Linked DNA regions of Sus scrofa: region 2 is linked to region 1. The links are chromatin contacts, called in public HiChIP or PLAC-seq maps. All regions are on one chromosome and are shown on one strand. The core of a region is the stretch at or near the end of the contact, and the rest is flanking DNA. Distances in the headings are between cores, read along the strand shown. Region 1 holds the start of IRX3 (iroquois-class homeodomain protein IRX-3). Region 2 holds the start of RPGRIP1L (protein fantom).

Region 1 (2,700 bases), core at 200-2,699:
AGGGCAGGGCTGATATCAGCTGGAGACTAGGACAGCGGAGAGGCCGCTTCTGCTCACGATATAGGATGCCTGGAGGTATCTAATTAATCGAGGTTCTTGGGTCAACATCTGGGTTGGAAGCTCACTTTCTGGGTCACGGGCCCCAGGCCTGGAGTGGCTAGTTCACTGAGAACAGCCTCGCCCCTTTCCTGGCCTCTTTCCCGCCTTCCCACAGTCCAGCGAAGCCAGGTCGATAGCTGGTTAATGCAGATGGAAGAAGCCTCTGCAGGGTTCATTGTTCTCTCTTTTACTTCTGGAAAAGCTGAGTTAAATAGTGGCCCAGTGCAGCCTCAGTTTCCCCACCTCGGAGTCTCCCTCTTAGCCCCACCCCGGTCAGGTGCCGCAGTTGGTGCAAACTCTAGTATTTCAGGGCGGTGGAGGCTCTGGGACTGACGTCTAGGAAACGCTCCAGGAAATAACGTTACCTTCAACTTTGTAATCCTGAGATTTTTCTCGAGAAGGTGAGCCCATGATTCTGTATGCTTTTTCACTGCAAACGAAATCAGACACCTGGGGAAATATTTCAAACCCAGAGCTTTCCCCTGATATCTGCCCTTCTGGTGAGACTCCAGCTAAGGCCAACGTCCAGCACCAAGAAGAAGCAGGTGGGGAGGGAATAAGAGAAACAGCTTGACCCAATTCGAGAAGGCCACCGCTTAGTTTCCCCAATCGAACCCCAATCCTAGCTGCCCCCAAATTTGTGTTCTCCCCAATTTTCTCCGACTCTCAAACCTCCTGGAGTCATGGGCTCGAGGGAAGAATGGTGGAGAGAGGCAGGGGTGGGGTGGGGGTCAAAACTGGGTGCCAGTGGGAGTTCATTCCGGAACGCAGCTCCCCAGAGCTGCTGAGACCGGAGATAAGTCAGGAACAAGGCTTTCCAAGCCCTCCACTCTGGTGGAATTCGGCTTCGATTCCTCTATCAATCAGCGCTCAGCGGGCCAGTTTCCGCCTCTTAGCCGGGGCTGGCAACTCCTAGGCAGTCTACGCCCCGGTGTTGTTCCCGGAGCGTTCCCGCTGCAGGCCTGGCCTCTGCGTCGTCGGTCGCCGTGGCGGCCTAAAGCGTTTAGCCCGGAGCCGCGGCAATACCGGGAATTTCAATCCCGCACTCCCCAAGCCGTGAAGGTGGGCGCCCGGATACGGGGATTTCAGGTTTGATGTAGGGAATATCCCACTGTAAAACTACAAGGCTTGCCTCCCATCCCCACCCAAGCGGGTGGGAGGATCCTCGCCGCAAGAAAACAGGTCGGTCTGGAGACCGGGGAGCAGAAGAAGGGGTAGTGTCGAAACGAAGAATCTCTACGGACCGAAAATTCCAATATACAAAGTTCTCCAAGCGCTCTCCAAAAGTTCCTGGGGCCTCAGCCACCCAGCTCCCTGCTCCGCCCCCACCCCACCCACCCCAGCTTTGGGCGCCCGTAGGCTCCACTGTCCTGACGTCGCTCCCCAGATCCCCGGGGAGTCCACCCTGCGGCGCCCACACCCGCGCCGGGAATCCGCCATTTCTAATGAGAGATTCGCACCCTGACAGCCGTGCGGCGTTAACGTGGTTAATTTCAAGGTTTGGTCCTCTGGAGTAGGGGGCTGCTTCGCCTCCCTGGGCAGTGAGATGGTCCTTGAAGACTGGACTAGAACGCACCCCGCCCGCGCACTCGGCAAGCTCCCACCCTACGCCTCTGAGAGTAGCCCGGAGTCAAGAGGTGCGAGCTGGAAAGGGGGCCCGGGCAGAGTAAAACCCCAGCGCCTGCCCGAGACCTGGTCTGGACCCGACCCAGGCCCCGCGCGCTGGAGCCGACGGAAAGGTACCGAGAGGCGGGAAGCTGGAGGGGCGAGCTGACCCTGTTCTAACCCCGTCCCCGCGCCTCTCGCTCCCCCTCCCGCCGCAGGCCAGAGGGGGCGGGAAGGGACTCTGAGAGTCCCTTCCCGCCCCGCCCGGCCCCGCCCTGCGCGCAGTATCCGCGGGGGTGGGCGGCCTAGCCTGCAGGCCGCCCAAGCGATTGGAGACTCGCGAAGGAGACGCAAGGAAAAGTCGAATAAGAGGGCGCAACGTCAGACCCGAGATTTGGGGAAGGGCGAGGGAGGGGGGAAGGGCGGAGACGGACACACGGACACAGATACAGACACGCACACCCCGCACGGCAGGCGCCCAAAGTGTCCGCAACTTTAGGCTGCCTTAGCTCAGGGCGCAGAGGCAAGGGACAGGGGTGCGGGGCGTGTAGTGTGAGTATAGAGAAATAGATTTTCAAAAGAAGAAATGGAGTGAAGAGAAGAGAAAGGGGAGAAAAGGGAATAGTAAGAAAAGGAAAGAGAAGGAGAAAGAAGAGTTTTGTAGTGTCCAGGAGCGCGAAAGAGCCCGAAGGAGCGGAAGCGGTCCTGGGGGAAAGAGGAGCGCTGAGAGGGAGGGGAGGGGAGAGGAAGGGCGAGGAGGGGGAGTGAAAACTAGAGGAGGGCGAAGGAAGCTCGGAGCGACACTGCTCAGGGAGAGGAGGGCAGTGAGGAGCGAGGCGCGGGCAGAGGCAGCTCCGGCTGCCGAGAGGAGGGAGCGCGGCGCAGAGAGGAGGGGCTTGCGGGCCCGTAGAAATGTCAATCAGAGCCCGGAGCCCCGGGAATCTCCGCCAATCTGTTCGGACCTGACCTGGCTCCTTGCCGCCGCCGCCGCCGCCG
Region 2 (2,925 bases), core at 378-2,877, 520 kb after region 1:
TTTAAATCCATAGAGGTGTTACCCTAAGATAAAGTGAGTTCACTTGTAGGACCCTAAATTCTATAAGAGTACAAACGGTGTCTGCTTCACTTACCAATGCTTCTCACTTCCAATAACTACCTAATACAGAGTGAGCAACAAACAGCATGTGTAAAGACCCTGTAACCAAATAAAGCACAGGAAAGAGAAACTTCTAAGAAGGCCAAAGTGGCTGATGGGCAGAGAGCAGGGAGGGTGTCACATCCCTTGAGGTTGTGGATGATGCAGGTAGGTTCTACACCATGCAAAACACTGTGGGCCATGTGAAGTTTTGTCTTTATCCCAAGAGCAAGGAAAGCCATGAAAGATTTTTAAACAGGTGGCTGGCAGAGGAGTTAGGAAGGAAAGAGTCATGATTAGATTTGCATTTTGAAAAGCTCACACACTGCAGTGTGGAGAAGAGACTGGTTGTGTGGGAAGAGCAACAGAAAGGAAGCAAGGCGTAAGGTGAATATGGACCAAGAGACGACTGGAACAGTCCATGGAAGAGGTAATTGTAGCTTGGTCCAAGGTGGTAAAGATGGAAAAAAGTGAACCAATGTATTTAGACAAATCACGACTTGATTTGGGGAATGAGGGAAACAGTTCTTCTGAGGCTTAAGTCTTCTTCTGTAAAACAGAATTGATGTTACTCCATCTGTATAATATCTATCTTGCAATCTGCTGTGATAAAAAAATATGAAATAATACAAATATTATGAAAACGCAGAGCCTGACACTAATAAATGATTTTTAAAAAATTCTATTACTGTGACTACTGTCATCCCATGGAACAAGCAACTGTTACAGGATGAACCCCAAAAGGAGAAAATAGGAGTGTAGTTAAAGATCCTATCCGCTGTGATGAAGACACAGAACATACACTGTTTGAAAACAGCACAGCTGAATACACAGATATTTCACCTACATCTACCCCAGTCCTCAGAAATCATTACCGAAGAGGAAGCACAACTGTTACGATCACAGGCATATTCGAGTCCGGTAAACTGAGGCACAAGAGTAGCTACAAATTTAATCAAGGAATTAGATGCAGAAGCAGGACAAGGAAAGGGGTGTCTAGATTCTCATGTGAGCTGATCCAACGGGACTAGGCCTGCAAACAGCACGAATTTACAACCCCCAAAGTCTCTGGTTCCCTTGCTAACAAGGCCTTGTCATCCCTTGGCTTAAGATCGTGGGTGCGCTCGCCATCCAACCAAGTCCTTCGGGTTCCCAGCCCCCATTACAAGTGCATGAAAGATCCCAGACTCTGAGGAGCCCAAGATACCTTAGCTTCGCGCTCTCGTTCCTCGGCGGTTGGGGTTCGCTTCATGCTGCTGCTATAGCCTCCTTCGCCACTGCTAGCCGCGTAGATTCCGCGCCCTGGACCCCGCCTCCTCTGTGTAGTTCTCTCGGGATCTTGCTCCCGCCTGGCGCCATTCGCTCTCGGAGCCGCGAGAACTACCACTCCCAGAGCGCACCACGGCTACGCCGGAATTAGCCTCGGGGTTTGGAGCAAGAGAATTTCCCAGGTCCAACAGCTGGGTGATCGTAGTCCGCAGCGCAGCGAGCAGGAGGGCCACGGCCCGAGGAGAACTACATTTCCCAGGAGTCAACGGAGCCTGCCATGTTTTTTCCCGTGCTCCTCTCGGCCAGCCGCCCCACTTGCCGTCGGCGCTATAGCAACGGTAACTAGCGGCTGAGAGAGAGTGGCGGTGAGTATTCTGGGGGAGCACAGGGGAGGAAGGGGGCAGATCTGCAGCACGGGCCACGGTCCTGGGGTCTGCTCTACCATCTGGAGAAGACCCTGGAGTTCTGCTCGCGTGAAGAGCAGCCCGGCCCGAGACACCACTTCCTCAGGCCTGAATCACAGGCAGCCTATATTATTCCCACGCCCCGCACCGGTTTGAAATTTTCTATCCTAGCCCTGAAACCTAGCTCTCGAGAGCTAATGCTAATTGCCATGACTAGCTAGGTCCTTCTTTAAGTAGGTCCCAGAAACAGTATGCTTATTTGTCCTGGGTTAGGAGTTCGTTGGGAAACCCTAATAAGCCTCTTGAGTGACATTTTGTTTGCTCAGTTATTTACAATTATTTGTTTATCGTGATTACCCCATAATCTATCAAGGTGGGAGTCTTTGTTTACCATTTTAGTCTTAGTGGCAGGTATTCAATTATTCATTCCATAAAACAATGTAGGTGCCCACTCTGTGCTAGGCACTGTTCCGACCAGCTATGAACAGGACTGATGCGGGTCTTAAGACGCTTATACTTTATTAGTGAAGATGAAATAGTAACGAACTAGTAAATAAGATTATTTCATATCGAGCTGATTGCTATACAAGAAACAAATGGTGCTGAACTTGGAAGGAAGGGTACTCTAACATAGGAAGATCAGGGAAGGCCTCTCTGAGGAAGTGATATTTGAGCTGGACACCAAAGAATGAGGAGCCACCTCATGCAAAGGCCTTGGGCAAGACAAGGATACTGTGAATTCAAAGAACCTAGAGAATAGTGTGAGTGGTGCATAATGAGCCAGGAGGGATTGCCTGAAAAGATATTGGAGAGACATTGCAGCCCCGTGCAGGGTTTCTCAACCTTGGCTCTATTAACATTTGAGGCCACATAGTTCTTTGTTGTGGTTCAATGTTTAACATCATCTCTTGACCACTAGATACCAGTATCACTGGTGCCCCCCACCTTCCCAGTTGTGACAACCAAAAATAGGACCAGACAGCTACTTGGAATATGTGTGAACTTGGGCAAAGTACCTAAGCCTTGTCTCAGTTTCTTCATTAGTAGCAAACGTAAGTAACAACCTCACAAGCCTATTGTGAGATATTTCATTAATTTACACAAGCAGAGCACTTAGGAGAGTGCCTAGCACATTTTAGCGAGAATTCAATAA

What was found. HiChIP or PLAC-seq counts read pairs in DNA pulled down with a chosen protein or histone mark.
Region 2: a contact with region 1 is called in an H3K27ac HiChIP or PLAC-seq map of skeletal muscle, with 4 times the contacts expected there. The contact joins the promoter of RPGRIP1L here to the promoter of IRX3 in region 1. A contact is called at or near these places in 1 of 47 Hi-C or Micro-C datasets (embryonic fibroblasts) and 1 of 2 datasets of contacts at active chromatin or transcription factors (skeletal muscle).

The regions. Positions count from the first base shown.
Region 1 is chr6:31,043,473-31,046,172 of Sscrofa11.1, forward strand. IRX3 (iroquois-class homeodomain protein IRX-3) reads left to right here and starts at 1,450. Exons shown (of 4, transcript XM_003126981.4): 1 at 1,450-2,700. LOC110261350 reads right to left here. Exons shown (of 6, transcript XM_021097536.1): 2 at 2,672-2,700.
Region 2 is chr6:31,563,310-31,566,234 of Sscrofa11.1, forward strand. RPGRIP1L (protein fantom) reads left to right here and starts at 1,628. Exons shown (of 25, transcript XM_021097100.1): 1 at 1,628-1,733. FTO (fat mass and obesity associated) reads right to left here and starts at 1,365. Exons shown (of 9, transcript NM_001112692.1): 1 at 1,307-1,365. The coding sequence starts at 1,351.